Regions from separate parts of the Mus musculus genome. Here regions 1 and 3 are each linked to region 2. Evidence: chromatin contacts called from public HiChIP or PLAC-seq and Micro-C data. All regions are on one chromosome and are shown on one strand. Each heading gives the region's core, a stretch centred on a gene start, on an enhancer-like site or on the middle of the called end of the contact. The rest is flanking DNA. Distances are from core to core; before and after follow the strand shown.

The links. A called contact is a pair of places that touch in the nucleus more often than the background predicts. HiChIP or PLAC-seq counts read pairs in DNA pulled down with a chosen protein or histone mark.
Region 1: a contact with region 2 is called in a Micro-C map of trophoblast stem cells, with 6 times the contacts expected there. The contact joins the promoter of 5830444B04Rik here to the enhancer-like site in region 2. A contact is called at or near these places in 1 of 39 promoter capture datasets (hippocampal neurons), 7 of 484 Hi-C or Micro-C datasets (the N1E-115 cell line, embryonic stem cells, neural progenitor cells and 1 more), 1 of 115 datasets of contacts at active chromatin or transcription factors (the 230-238 cell line) and 4 of 9 other capture datasets (adipose tissue, embryonic stem cells, liver and 1 more).
Region 3: an HNF4G HiChIP or PLAC-seq map of pancreatic cancer cells shows a contact between it and region 2. The contact joins the promoter of Vwa1 here to the enhancer-like site in region 2. A contact is called at or near these places in 3 of 39 promoter capture datasets (embryonic stem cells, neutrophils and pre-B cells), 3 of 484 Hi-C or Micro-C datasets (the N1E-115 cell line, embryonic fibroblasts and rod photoreceptor), 2 of 115 datasets of contacts at active chromatin or transcription factors (embryonic stem cells and pancreatic cancer cells) and 3 of 9 other capture datasets (adipose tissue, embryonic stem cells and liver).

What each region holds. Positions count from the first base shown.
Region 1 is chr4:155,420,218-155,424,926 of GRCm38.p6, reverse strand. It overlaps 5830444B04Rik (RIKEN cDNA 5830444B04 gene), which reads left to right and starts at 3,223. Exons shown (of 3, transcript NR_102284.1): 1 at 3,223-3,294. Cfap74 (cilia and flagella associated protein 74) reads right to left here. Exons shown (of 39, transcript NM_001368738.1): 5 at 4,582-4,680; 6 at 2,623-2,727; 7 at 2,179-2,352; 8 at 1,558-1,668; 9 at 915-1,017; 10 at 97-254.
Region 2 is chr4:155,581,190-155,585,801 of GRCm38.p6, reverse strand. It overlaps Nadk (NAD kinase), which reads right to left. Exons shown (of 12, transcript NM_001159637.1): 4 at 1,536-1,665; 5 at 542-650; 6 at 353-438. Among named protein-coding and RNA genes, the nearest start is that of Slc35e2, 18 kb to the left of the region's middle. Within about 2 kb of position 3,346, at least 118 of the 459 cell types and tissues checked have an H3K27ac peak or open chromatin away from gene starts, as enhancers often do. A contact at or near this core is called in the 230-238 cell line, adipose tissue, embryonic fibroblasts and 2 more, where this site is marked.
Region 3 is chr4:155,771,124-155,775,847 of GRCm38.p6, reverse strand. Vwa1 (von Willebrand factor A domain containing 1) reads left to right here and starts at 1,287. Exons shown (of 4, transcript NM_147776.4): 1 at 1,287-1,418; 2 at 2,582-3,139. The coding sequence starts at 1,346.

The DNA.
Region 1 (4,709 bases), core at 1,974-4,473, 160 kb after region 2:
GAAAAGTCTGGGGAGGAATGAGCTTTGTTACTATCAGGTGATGCGTGCTGAGCCTTCCGGCTTTCTCTGTGCCCACTTCCCAGACAGGTGTCTCACCGCTTCTGGGCTTCTAGTTCCTGGTGCCTGCGTTGATGAAAAAGGTACTTGAAGGCATCTCCGCCTTGGGATAGGATCACTTCTTTCTCTGTAAGGGCCTTCTGCTTAGCCAGATCTGCCCTGGTTTGGCCCCATGCTTGGAACTTTTTTAGTGTTTCCTGGAAATAGGGAACTCTAAAGTCACAGTATCAGCATATGACACACACACACAACTTTGCATATACTCATACTCAGATATTTTCTTTGAATGGATGTCTTTAAATCAATGCTGAAGCATATGGGTCCCATAGTAGGCAGTTCAACACCCATAATTTTCCACGTGTTTCTCACCTAACACGCAGCCCTGGGCCCGCCCCCTGGGTCTAGAATTCTGTGCAGTGGTGTGCATGTTGACCCTGTGCAGCTGTGTGCATGTTGACCCTGTGCAGTGGTGAGCATATTGACTTTGCAGTGGTGTGCATGTTGGCCCTCTCCTATTGGTTACCGTGCCCTGAGTCTTCATGATGTGGCCCACTCTTCCCTAACCCAGTTCTGAGCCCTCGAGCTGGCCCTCACACTGCATTGGGCCCTGTGACCACTGTTGCACTGAGATGAGGCCCTCTCAGAACAGTGCTAAATTGTTCTCTTTCTGCTGGATCATGGTTCCTGTCTGCAGTCCAGCTAGGAAGCCTGTGGTAGAGGCGTGGTAAACCGTCAGGCTGAGCAGGCTGGCAGGCTCATGGCCAGAGCCCAAGGATAGAAGAATTCTGGCTCCCAAGAGCAAGACCCAGGGGGGTAGGTAGCCAGTTGGTTAGATATACTGGAGAGGCTGGTCCTACCCGACTGGCAGTGATGTTGTTCTTCAGGGACAGCACGGCATCCATGCGCCGTTGCATGTGCGTGCGCGACTCCATCTCTTCCTTCTGCTCTCGCTCACGAACTCTGCAGTAATGTGCATTTTGTTTATTTTTTACTTTTGTTTGTCTCTTTTGTGTCCAGGTTTCTCTATGGATCCCCAGCTGTTCTGGAACTTGCTATGTAGACTAGGCTGGTCCCAAACTCAGAGATCAACCTGCCTGTCTCCTGAGTGCTGGAATTGAAGGGTGTGCCACTGTGCCCGGTGAAACGTGCACTTTCACTAGGGATGTGTGCAGGCACTGCCGGCGATTACAGAGCTATAGGAGCCTTAGGTGCTGATCACCTCTATAAATGCTGACAATGTGAGGGTGCATGGGTAGGCTCTCTGTCAGGGCTGTGCCCATGAGACCCGTAGCTGGGATGTTCCCTACACTCTAGGGCTTCATTGTGTCTCATGCTCCTCTTGCAAATACAAATAGCTTCTTAAAATAAAACTGCAGATATATTTGTTTCTGATAATTAGTTAATGACTTAATTAGAAGATCTCAAAGTGAAATCTAGGAACCCACATTCCTGTATTCCCCAAGGGCATTGATGGAAGAAAGATTTAAGGTGAGAACCCACCTTCCCAGAGAGGCCTTCAGGAACTTCACTGCGATCCTGTGGTTTCTCTGGGCATCTTCCACTAGCTTCTGATGTCTCAGCCCCAGCTCCTTTTGTGTATGCAAAGATTTCCTGCAGTGACACAAGCAGAAACAGGAATAAGTGTCACATATACTTGCCTGTCACAGATATTAAAGTGCAGCTGGGACCTCCAGTGTGAGGAAGTCACCAAAAACAGGGCTTGACGCAGGCTGGGCAGGAATCTGACAGGAGAAGAGATCAGCAAAGACGGTGGCATAAAGAGGTGAGAGGGGCTTCTCTATCTGGAGAATCCAGTAGCCCTGAAGTCCCTGGGGGTCGGTGGTTAAGCAGAGGTAGGACTCAGTGCTCTCTGAGGCTTGTGTAGGGAAAGGGGTATCCAGATGTGTGATGGAGCCAGAGAACAGCACAGCTGGAAGGAATAAAGGAATACGCAGAGGGAAGGGTCTGATGGTGCAGGTCAGTGGTGACTGTGGGCACGTAACATGGAGCCATTGCAGGACCCGTGGCACGGATGCAAAGAGGGAACTGTGAGCTGGTTCTAGAGAGCCTGGGTGTAGAACATGAAGGAACTGGCTATGGCCAGGTCTGGGTGGCGCTTACCGGGCCCTCAGCAGGCGGTTCTTTTCTGACTTCTCCATGGCTTCTCTTTCCCTTTGAAGCTGCCGAGCAGAGTGTACCTCAAGGCCCCTCTGTCTAGCTTCTGCCTCTGCTTCATGGTGCTTCCGGACATCCTCAAATTGCCCCTTCTGGATCTCAATGTGCCACATGGCATTCCTTGTGAAAATGGAACATTTGTTGTTTTAGTTACTAAGATTATAAACAAAAGTGAGGAGACTGAAAAAAATTCAGTGTAAAAGTTTTCCTTTCAGCTGCTTTAACATGTCACCTTTTCATTAATTCCTAAGCATCTAGAAAGTGAAAAGCAAATTACCCTTTATACTCAAATTAGAAACTGTCCCACAAACTGCTCTGAGGTCTGTGTCCTGTGTAAGTTAGCCAGGTGCTAACTTACAAAGCCCGTCTTTCAGGCTCTTGCAAACTTACTCGCTGTCCTTCAGCATGGCTGTGATTTTGGACTGCAGATCTTTCTCGTTCTCTAGCTCTGTTTGCAGGCGCCTGGATGCAGCCTGGAGACGGCCAATAGCAGCCCTGGAGAACAACAGAATGGACCGCAGGTCAGCACGATGGCCTTACTGATAAAGCTGAGGACAACCTGGTGCTTTCCCTTGGCCATCCCTCACTCAGGAGGAAGTCCATCAAAAGCAGATGATCAGAGGTGAGATCCTGTGCTGTCAAGTAATGTTATTAGACGCATTCTCACGCCCGGCCAGGAAAGACGCAACAGACCAGAATCTTCTGCGGCAAAACTTTATTGCTTACATCTTTGGGAGCCAGGAGGGCAAGCGCCCAGCGCCCAGCCCCAAAAACGAAAGCCCCTTCAATAATGAAACCGAAACCCCTTCCCTCTTTAGGAGAGTTATATTTCGCCTAGGACGCATCACTCCCTGATTGGCTGCAGCCCATGGCCGAGCTGACGTTCACGGGAAAGGTAGAGTACAAGTAGTCATAAAATACCCTTGGCTCATGCGCAGATTATTTGTTTACCACTTAGAACACAGGATGTCAGCGCCATCTTGTGACGGCGAATGTGGGGGCGGCTCCCAACAAAGTAAGGCGCTTCCTACACCCATTTCCAGCTGGCCAAGTAGGACCAAGGTAGGGCCTTATCTGGGGCCTGCGGAGGTCAGAGGTTGGCTGGGTGGGGGTTTTGTTTTTATCTCCACTCATGTATTCTCTGATATTGGCCTCTCACTTTCTCTTAGGAAACTAGAAGCCAAAGTCCTACTTGTCAGGCCTTGAGTTCAGGAAGGACTGGCACACTCCCTGAAACACTCCCGAGGCCTGGCACACTCCCTCAGAATTACTCTGAGTCTTCGCTCTGTTCCTCTTCTTTCCTAGCATACAGCTCTTAGTGTGCCGTCTACTGTTGTTGAGGCCCAATCATACCGCCAGATGCAGGCCTTTATGCAGGGTGAGCAGAGTTCTCCTCTCAGCAGTATGTTTGCAGGGAAAGCTGAAAGGCCTGAGAGCACGGGACATGGATGAAGTGCGCCTGCATGTGTGTAGTGCTGGTGGGCACATTGTCCATAACTCATCGACTCATCGTCTGTGGACACTGAGCTGCTGATCCACAGAATCAGATGGGGTTTTTAACCCCACAGAGAGCCAGGTGTGGTGGCTCAGTCTTGTGAGTCTAGGGTTTGTGAGACAGAGGACTGTGAATTTGGGGATAGGATAGACTTCAGAGTTAGAGTCTGTCTCTAAACAAATAAGGCAACAGATATAAACACTCTACAAATCAGCCATTTCCACCAGTGACCAACGCTACAACTTCCACTTCACGAGCTTCATGGACGCAGCCTTGTCTCTTCCCCGATCGCAGCATTCTATACTAGCATTTCTGTTCTTTCCTTTGAGCGCTTGCGTGTGCACGGGTCCATGTGTGTCCATGTGTGTGTGTATGCATATGCACTGTCACGTGTGTACCTGCATGTGCTGAGACACCAACATCAGATATCTTACTGGATCATTCTCCGCCTTATTCTTTTGAGACAGCCTCTGTTACCGAGTCTGAAACTCACAGATTTTGCTAGTCTTATCAGCCAGTCAGACCTCTGGACCCTCTTGTCTCTACTTCTTCTGTGTTGGGATTATTGGCATGCTCTGCACATGGGGGCTGGGGTCAGATGCAGGTTCTCACTCTTGGGTAGCAAGTATTTCACCAACTGAGCCAGCTCCTAGACTGACATTTCTTCTTTGTGCTATATTGTCTGTTTTGCCACCTGGAGAGATGCTATTTGCCTCTTAACTCTCTGAACACAGCTGGAACTTAACACTATTCTTTGTTGAATGAGTGAATGAGCCTCTGAGATATGACAGTGTCTTGGCCATCATGGTCACACTTGGCTGCCCAACCTCCTTGTAGGCCACAGGATGACCTACATGTTGTTGGCTTCTTTCTCTGTGGCGATCTCGGCTGCCAAGCTCTCCTGCTGCTTGTTGAGGAGGTCCATCCTCTGACGACAGATATGCAGCTCTCCTCTAGAACATTGAAATAAGAATTGGCATAA
Region 2 (4,612 bases), core at 2,097-4,596:
CACTCTGTAGACCCGGCTGGCCTCAAACTCAGAGATCTGCCTGCCTCTGCCTCCCAAGTGCTGGGATTAAAGGCGTGCGCCACCACCGCCTGGCTTCTGCAGCCCTTTAACATTATTTTCGGTGCTACTTCATCGCTGTCTCTTGCTATCGTTAAGCATCGTAATGTAAGAATCCGTGTCCCTGATGGTCTCAGGTGATCTCTGTGAAGATGCTGCCTTTGAGTAAGAATAGAACACTAAGGAGCTTGTGGCTTCCTGGTATGAAGCTGCGTGATGAAGGTAGGGATACTTACACAGAAAGCACCTCCTCACACTGTACCCCAAAATACAACACCCTAAAACATAGCCTTACCTGGAAAAGTGAGGAGGCATAGAGCAAGGTGCCATCTCCTCCAAGGCATATGATGAAGTCTATCTGGTTGGAAATGTCATCATAGTCTAGAAGACAAACACAGAATGTGGGAACTGTTGTCACACAAACCCTAAAGATACCAAGAGGCAGAGTGCTAATGGCTTCTGCCACCTGAGGGGCTCAAGTCACCTTCACGGAACGTGCAGAACTTCTTCTTCACTGGTCCAAAGTTTTCATCACTCACTATAGCAGGGTCTTCCAGAACTTTCTTTTCCACATACACGATCATGTTGTTTTCCTGCAAGCAGAGAATGCATGGGAGCCCCTGCCAGCCCATCAGGCCCTCACCAGTGCAGTCCAGGTCATGCTGGCTTTTCCACTTTGGGAAGGTGTGAAAAAAGACGTTTTCTTGGCTAGCAAGTCATTTCCATTTCTCAGGTCATCGCACTGCAGTCAAGAACACTGCTACTCAGGGTATCATAGAGGCTTTTTCCCAAACAGGCTCTTCTAAGCCCAGTGGCTCTGGGTTTTGAGGGAGCTGAAGTCATATACTGAAGGGCCACAGGACTTTGAGGTGCAATTTTTAGCCTTAGATTTCCAGAGGTGGCACCTCTGGGGGGGTGACTAGGAGTAAAGCCATCAGGGTAGAGCCACACCACTGCGTTCTTGTGGCTTTACAGAAAGAAGGAAAAGCCAGAAGATATCTGTACACATATTTGAGAACACACTATCTCTTGACAAATGCTGTCCTATGCCTTGGGGCTCTGCAGGGAAGATGGCCATCATCAGATGTGGCACCTGGACTTTGCATCTTCAAAATCACAGGCTAAAACAAACCTCTCTTTCTTAAAACTTACCCAGACAAGGGAGATGTGCTATTAGCAGCATCAAAGGGATTGAGGTGAGGGTTAAGTGCTGCAACAAGACTCAGGAGGTAGTGTGTTGGAGGGTCTGAGGTCAGGAGGGCAATGTCCTCATGAACACGTGACACAGTACAGGGCTCCTCCATCAGGGGTTTCTGAGCCCCCCAGCACTACAGGCTGCTAAGTATCTTTTAGGATGCTTCAGACATCTAAGTAAAAGGCCTGTTGAGTTCTTGGCTCTGCCACCCTGGCCAAGTCTCTTCCCAATGCCAGAGTAGGATGCATCAACCCAAGCCTGGACCAGATCCTGCTTGCCTTACCTCCATGAGGTATATGCAGAGCTCTTTGAAGGGCTGCAGTAAGCTGGCATCTCGGATCTTTTTGATGACAAGCACACTCTTGGGAGACTTGTTCCATGTCAACCGTTGACTTGCAGGGTCCTGGATGTGCCTTTGGGGAGAGAAAAGAGCTCATACCAGCAGTTGTCTTTTCCTTGAGGAATTTGGAAAAATAAAAATAGCCACAAACCAGAAAAAAGGAGAACTACATTGCCAACTATATGTACACCGTCAGCACTGGCTGCCATCAGGGATAGCTGTCAGCCAACCTGCAGCCACATACCAGGAACACAATGGTTCTAGAGCAACTGTCCTTAGCTGCCAGTAGACCTTGAAGACCCACCCTGCCCAGCCACTGTCTGCAAGACTTTGGCCATATCCTCTTGGGCACCCTGCTTGCCAACTGTACCTATAATCATCTTCATGGGCCAGATCACATGTATTATGGTGGGGACAGAGATGGCATAAAGCAACAGAGAGGAAATCCTAGGCTACCTGTCAGCCTATAGAGGACATCTGTTCCTCATAGAACCTAGAACAGCTGGATTCAAGACTCTGTCCTGGGTCTACTATGGACCATTTCCAGTCCCAGGACCCTTCAGAACATGTGTTTCCTTTGATGAACCTACCTGGAGGGTGTATGGCCTACCTCTTTATGCTACTGTATAAACTTAGCTGAGTCTTATTTATTAATTAAAATCAATATAAGTATTAGTTAAACTAATAATAATTAAAATTAATAATTATTATTAATTTTTTGAAAGAGGTACTTAGTATGTGGCCTCGACTGGCTTGGAACGTATTATACAGACCAAGTTAGCCTCAAATTCATAGAGATCTACCTGTTTTCCCTCCTGAGTGTTGAGATTAAAGGCATGACCTGGTACCATGCCTGGCCTAGTAAATCTTCATTTCTGAAGTCCAACACAATTTCCCCAATTATGAAATGTGTTCTAGCAGTCTGTGAGAACCCACAACCAACCTTCAAAATTATGACACAAAGTACTGAAAGCCTCAGAGGCCACTAGTGGTCAAAGCACTCACCTGTTACTGGCATTTCTGGGAGGGGAGAGGCCGCTCATCGCTGCCTCTCTGAGCCTCCACCTTCTAGGAGACAGCAGGCACATCCCCAGCATTGCAGTGTTCCCTCACCACACACACACACAGCCCTGTCTGGCCACCATGCTCCTAGCTGTGTATTACACTGAGTTTAATTTTTGTATCCTCAAAACTGAAAGCAAAATGTCGAAGACTTGTCAAGGTCCTATAGCAGTGTTCTCTAAACTATGAAATCAAATAAACAAAAACATAGACTCCCTTCTGACTACATGGCCCTTCTGCCTCATCATCTGGTTTAAAAATGAAAAAACACAAGGTTAACTATTAAGAGCAAAGAGGGCCAGTCTCAGCTCCCTGCTCCTAAAGAAGGGCCAGGACCACCTGCCTAGCAGCCCTGGCAGGGCAGTGCCCAGGCCAGGCAGTGCCCAGGCCGCTGAGAACCAGGAGCATGGAAAAGGCAGGCCCGCCCACAGGGAGGCGGTCGCAGGCCACCGGCAGGTGAAAGGGCTGCAGGTGAAAGGAGATCACTCCCTAAACTTACCAGACTCCGGGTTCCAGAGAATGTGGGTGGATCATAGACCTCTGCCCCACTACAGAGCTCCAAGCCCACACCCTGTGTCCAGCAGCCAGCCTATCCTGCCCATGTGTGGGTTATGACTGCCTCAGGCAGGCCCAGCCCAAGACTCTTTCAGCCCCAAAGCTCAGCAGGGTTCAGCATGTGTCACCAGCATTATTATATGCAGGCCAAGGCCTCCCTGTGACCACAAACCAGCTCAACTTCCTGTTGTGTCATCTACAGAGGAATGGTGACCATTCCAGGAAGTCTGGGATTCAGGTGCCATGTGGAGCTGACAGGCTCATGGCCTGTCAGAACCAGCTCTGAGTGATCTGCTGTGCCAGCCAAGGATGCATGGCCACTGTGCCATACAACAGAGGTTGGCATCCCCGTAAGGAAAACACAGTCTCAAAGTAATGAGGAAACGAAAACTCCTCCTAAGTCCTCCATGCTGCCTCGGGAATACTTGATACTTGATACTTGGCAAACGTATAAAGCCCTCTTTTTTATTTTTTATTTATTTATTTATTTTTTTGAGACAGGGTTTCATTGTGTAGCCCTGGCTGTCCTGGAACTTACTCTAGACCAGGCTGGCCTCGAACTCAGAAATCCTGCCTCTGCCTCCCAAGTGCTGGGATTAAAGGCGTGCGCCACCAATGCCCCATAAGGCCCTCATTTTTATAACATAGGTGTTACACTGACATATAGAGGTATACAGAGATGCAGGTGACAGAGCTGTACCTCAGAGCCTAGAACAAATGGTCCCAGGCAGAGCAGAGAAAGGTGCCTGTCTAGACATTAACCCATAGTCCTAAAGTTCTCTCACTTGCACTTTCTGGTCTCAGAGAACGGCCTGCAGGCATTTTGTGTCCTGGCCTAAATAACTGATATCTAAGTAAAAACTGGCTGTGGGGGGCTGGAGAGATAGCTCAGCGACTAGGAGTGCATACTACTCCCCCAGCCTTGGGAGGCAAAGACAGTTGAATCTCTGAGTGTGAGACCAGACTGATCTAACAAACAAATTGAGTTCTAGGAGAGCCAGACTACCTAAAGAAACTATGACTTAAAACAAACAAAAAAAAAAAAAAAGGAAAAAAGGAAAAAAGGAGGTGGGGTTTACACTGCTCTTGATTTAGTTCCCAACACCCATATCTGGTAAAATCTGGAGTTACAATTGCCTGCAACTCCAGTTCCAGGGAGCCAAAAATATAATACAGTGTATTTACATATAATAAATAAATCTTTTTACAAAAAGATTTATTTATTTATTATATGTAAGTACACTGCAACTGTCTTCAGACACACCAGAAGAGGGAGTCAGATCTCATTACAGATGGTTGTGAGCCACCATGTGGTTGCTGGGATTTGAACTCTGGACCTTCGGAAGAGCAGTCGGGTGCTCTTACCCACTGAGCCATCTCACCAGCCCCCTAAATAAATCTTT
Region 3 (4,724 bases), core at 38-2,537, 190 kb before region 2:
GCCTGACATAATAAGATTCTTCTGGATACCCTGTGTCCTCTGCTTATTCACAATGCAACAATGTATCTGGAGCTGGAGGTTGTTGGTGTCCACAGTCTTTGAGGGACTCACATGCACTGCTCTCATCCTCAAGGCTCAGGCAGAAGCATCGAGAACTTTCTGGTCCATTCAGAGGCCTGAGGTCTGTGGAGTGAAGCCAACACCCAGTGCCAAGATTCCCGGCAACGGGGTGGGGGACGGCAGCAGGACATAGCTCTTACTTGTTCCTGCAGCTAGCTTCTCAGGCTCAGCTGTATTGCTTCCTTTTTTAGGCAAAGCAGAGCTCAGGCACAGTCCTCAAGGCCCCACAGTGTCTCACCTGCCAGAAATGGAGGAAGTAAAACCATTGAGTCCCATCCGTCCTCCCTGCTGAGCATCCTCTTGCTGAGAGTGGGAAGGGAGGAGACATCCTGCCAGACAACACCCCCTCCTATGTGGGCCTCCATTCCAAATACTATAATTATTTACAGGAAAGCATCTTAAGGGCCGCGGTCTGTGCAGCCCTTCTGAAGGGCTCAATGTCCTGTGAACAACACTTGTAGACAGCTTCCTTTGGTCTGGGCTTAGCACTGACTGCAGGACCCAACTTTAGATGGCCAGTGGGTCTCTAATCCTGCTGGGGTCTGACCTGGGTGTAGCCCTGGAGCCCTGTTTGGGTAGTACATAGGACAGCAATAGGCCACTGTGTCTTTTCCTCCAAGAATTCAGGTGAGAGTTCTGGCAAGGTGGAGGCTCTTCATTCTGTAAGAAGCTTCTCATATGCTCCTGTCTCCTCTGAGGGCTGCGTCATTGCTTTCAAGTCTTTGGAGAAAGCCGGCTGCTCCTCCAGTTTATAGCCAAATTGGGTCCTTGTTGAGAGAAGGTTGCTTCTTTGTATAGCCCCACTTCTAAGGTTCTTTTGTCTTGTAAGGCTCTCCTGTCTTCAGGAGCTTTGCAGATCAGCAACTGCGGGGTGCGGGGGGGGGGGGAACCCTAAGGAGTAGGGGAGGAGGAGTGAGGAGGAGAATATGGACAACACATATTGCCGCCTGCAAAAGAGAGATGGGAATGTCTGTCAGCACACGCCCACACCTATATGCCTTTGTGGTTGCTGCGTGTCACCGCAAGTCCGGGACCGCTATGGCATGCATCACCGTGCAGTCTGTGCAGATTGGCCTCTGCGCGAGCGACTGAGTGCACGCGCCTCCCAAGCAGGAGTGGCCGCGAGTGGGTGTGGCTTCTCCGAGGTGGGTGGGGCCTGACTCACGGTAGGAGGGCAAGTTAGCAGCCAGCTGTGGTCGATCAAGAGCCCGCCACTCCAGGCGCGATGCTGTTCTGGACTGCGTTCAGCATGGCTTTGAGTCTGCGGTTGGCATTGGCGCGGAGCAGCATAGAGCGCGGTAAGTGTGGTGAAACCCGGATTCCAATTCTTCATAGCCGATCCGCTGCTGCCCACGCGGGTCATGAACTGTCCAGGTGCAGCCGCCGAACCAGTAGGTGGGAAGGCCGGGGGAGCGGGTGGGGCACACGCCAGCACCTCAGCCACCTGCGGTGGGCGCTCGGAGACATTCTTGGTGACTCAACTGAGCTAGAGCTGGACTTGGAGCGCCTGAGGCTACGGTCCCCCCCACTCCATCCCCCTCCCCCGTCCCGTCCCACCCCGCACCTCAGACATGGATTGTGGAGAAAGATGTTTAAGAGGTCTCCCTGACTCAGTTTCCTTACCTCTGAAAGGTCCCTCAGTAGAAAGGAGGTAAGAATATTGGAATGGCCACACCATGAGGGGGAAACCCCAAAGCCAGGACTAAATCCAGGCACTTGAGAGCTGTTGCGTATTTGAGTCTTAGTGATGGAAGGTCTCATCAGTACCTCAGCCGGCTGGGCAGGAAGAAAAGGGGATAAAAGGGAAGGCTCGCTAGACAATGGTTGGGTCCTCAGGCTGCTGCGGATGGGTATATCCTGCTTTCTTGGTACAGATGAAGCAGGGGATGGGGGCCAGGGGAGGGGAGGGGTGATGTCATCTGTAACCAGTCAGGACTCCAGTCTGGCCCTCTTATGGGCAGGAAGGGCTGTTCAGTGTGTGGTCTTCCCCATCTCTTCACTTTTGCTCTCCCATCCTCTCTTGTTGTCCCATGGGCTCAGAGTCCATTGCTTCACCTGGAAGATGAATAACCTCACTTAACTTCATCCTAGAGGTGTCCCTTCTGAAAATCAAGTATCAGGGAAGCATTGCATGTGGCTCAGGCCCCTCCTGAATACAGAATGTTCTACCTGCATGCAGTGTCTATTGAGGACAAGGGTCAGCATTTACCTACTAAAGGAGCACGGGGACAGCCCAGGATGCCCTGGGTACATGGACATTGTACAGTTGGGAACCAGAGGAGAGTGTGGGCCTTTTGTTGGCATTTATAGCCCCATTCTGAAGATTCTCTACCTGTATCTTTGGGCAAAGGCAAGCAAGCATGTGCTTAAAGAAAGTTCAGACCTTTGGGGGTGGTTCTGCCCTGGGCAAGGGGGTGCCTGGCAGGGCTACCTTGACTGAACCCCTTGTCTTTTCCTCTAGGTTCCACAGCATCAGACCCCCAGGGGGACCTGTTGTTCCTGTTGGACAGCTCAGCCAGCGTGTCACACTATGAGTTCTCAAGAGTTCGGGAATTTGTGGGGCAGCTGGTGGCTACGATGTCTTTCGGACCCGGGGCTCTGCGTGCTAGTCTGGTGCACGTGGGCAGCCAGCCTCACACAGAGTTTACTTTTGACCAGTACAGTTCAGGCCAGGCTATACAGGATGCCATCCGTGTTGCACCCCAACGTATGGGTGATACCAACACAGGCCTGGCACTGGCTTATGCCAAAGAACAATTGTTTGCTGAGGAAGCAGGTGCCCGGCCAGGGGTTCCCAAGGTGCTGGTGTGGGTGACAGATGGTGGCTCCAGCGACCCCGTGGGCCCCCCTATGCAGGAGCTCAAGGACCTGGGTGTCACCATCTTCATTGTCAGCACTGGCCGAGGCAACCTGTTGGAGCTGTTGGCAGCTGCCTCGGCTCCTGCCGAGAAGCACCTACACTTTGTGGATGTGGATGATCTTCCTATCATTGCCCGGGAGCTGCGGGGCTCCATAACTGGTAGGTGGGAAGAGGCAGGTCCTGTGAATCCCTAGCTGACAGCTTGCTGCAGGGAGAGGATCTGTGTGGAGACCAGGGAGAACCCATGAGCCTGGTGCCCTTGAGTATGTGATAGTGGCCCACCCAGTCTCTGCATACCATCCAGGCACGTACTCCTTCTGGGTGCCTACATGTACCCTGACACCTGGGTTATAGAGAGAATGTGGCAGATCTGAGTAACCACTTCAAGACAGGACTCCCAGACACGGGAACTCCCAGGCCAACGAACTGAGGGCTACTTTGAGTGGGCTGTGTGTGGAGGGGCCAAGTACAGAGGATAAAGGAGGTCCAGGGCTCCCCCAGGTGTATGCCTATGGCATCATGTGCCTTTGTGTATATCCAGGGACCAAATGGCTTGCCAGTCCCATAATTCCCGGAGAAGTGACCAAACAGGTCAGGGAATGTCTCCTACAAAGCTTGGGCCCTACCTATTCCATGCTTGGGAACCACAGTCAGGGAGGGGTTGGAGGTGGCTTTCAATCGTGTCTATTGTGGGACTGCTGGGAAGATCCGCTGTAGGACCTACGCACCTGCTTTCTCCTGGGCCTCCTATCGTCAGTCACCCAAGGAGAAGGAAGGGGCTGGAGACTAAGGGCCTGGTGTTTGGCTTAGCCTGTGGAGGGCACTGAAGAATGCTATCACTTCAGGGTAGCATTCTTACCAAGTCTCTTTCTGCAGGTTAATCATCTACACTAAAGAGGAAGGTGTGGGTCTATGGGTTGGAAAGGGGTGAAAGGTCTGCCTCAAGAGATCTTCTGAGGACATCTCCTGGTAGACCCTGGGCCAATAGGCCCAGATGAACCTGGAAGGGGCAGAAGGAGAAGAGAATATCACCAGAGATAAACATTAGGGTGGAGACGTCTGTAACTAAGGTCAGAATCTTGAGTGGGAGGCTGGGCAGGAAAATGAGTGCCCAGCTGACCGAACTTAGCACCTTGGCAAGAAAGCCAAGATCTGGATGGCCTACCAAGACTCAGCTGCAAGCTGATCAGATGGCTGGCTGATCATGTGTTGGTTGTCGCTGCACAGGAGCCCATTCTGGAGCCCCCCTACCACTCTCGGATAGGAAGGTCCTACTCTCTCCTCACTCTTAGGTCCAGCAGGTCCAGCAGCTTTTAAAAGGGTTTTGTCACACTTTTACTGCTCCAGGGGCCACTAACATGAAGTCTCCCAGCTTCTGGTCTGTTTCCTCCTCCAGAACTGTTCAGAATATGTCAGAATATGTCTGTCTCACGACACATCTCGTGTTGGCCACACAGTCTTGGAGGACTGGACTTCTGTTCTTAGATAACATTGTGAGCATTGCCACCTTTGAGGTACCTTCATCCAGGTTGTTTGTCTGGGTGAGGAGTAGCCACTATATCTTATAGGTCTGGGTTTGTGGTGAAGTAGGCAGGGAAGTCTATGACGGGGCCCAGAGTTGGGGGCTATACTCCTCTCTGTCCTTCTATCAGCCCAGTCAGAGTTTCCTAGTCATTAGCATCTGCTGGTGGTATATACCTACCTGGCTCCCGCCTCTCCTTGGCAGAAGGCCTCACCTGTTTTA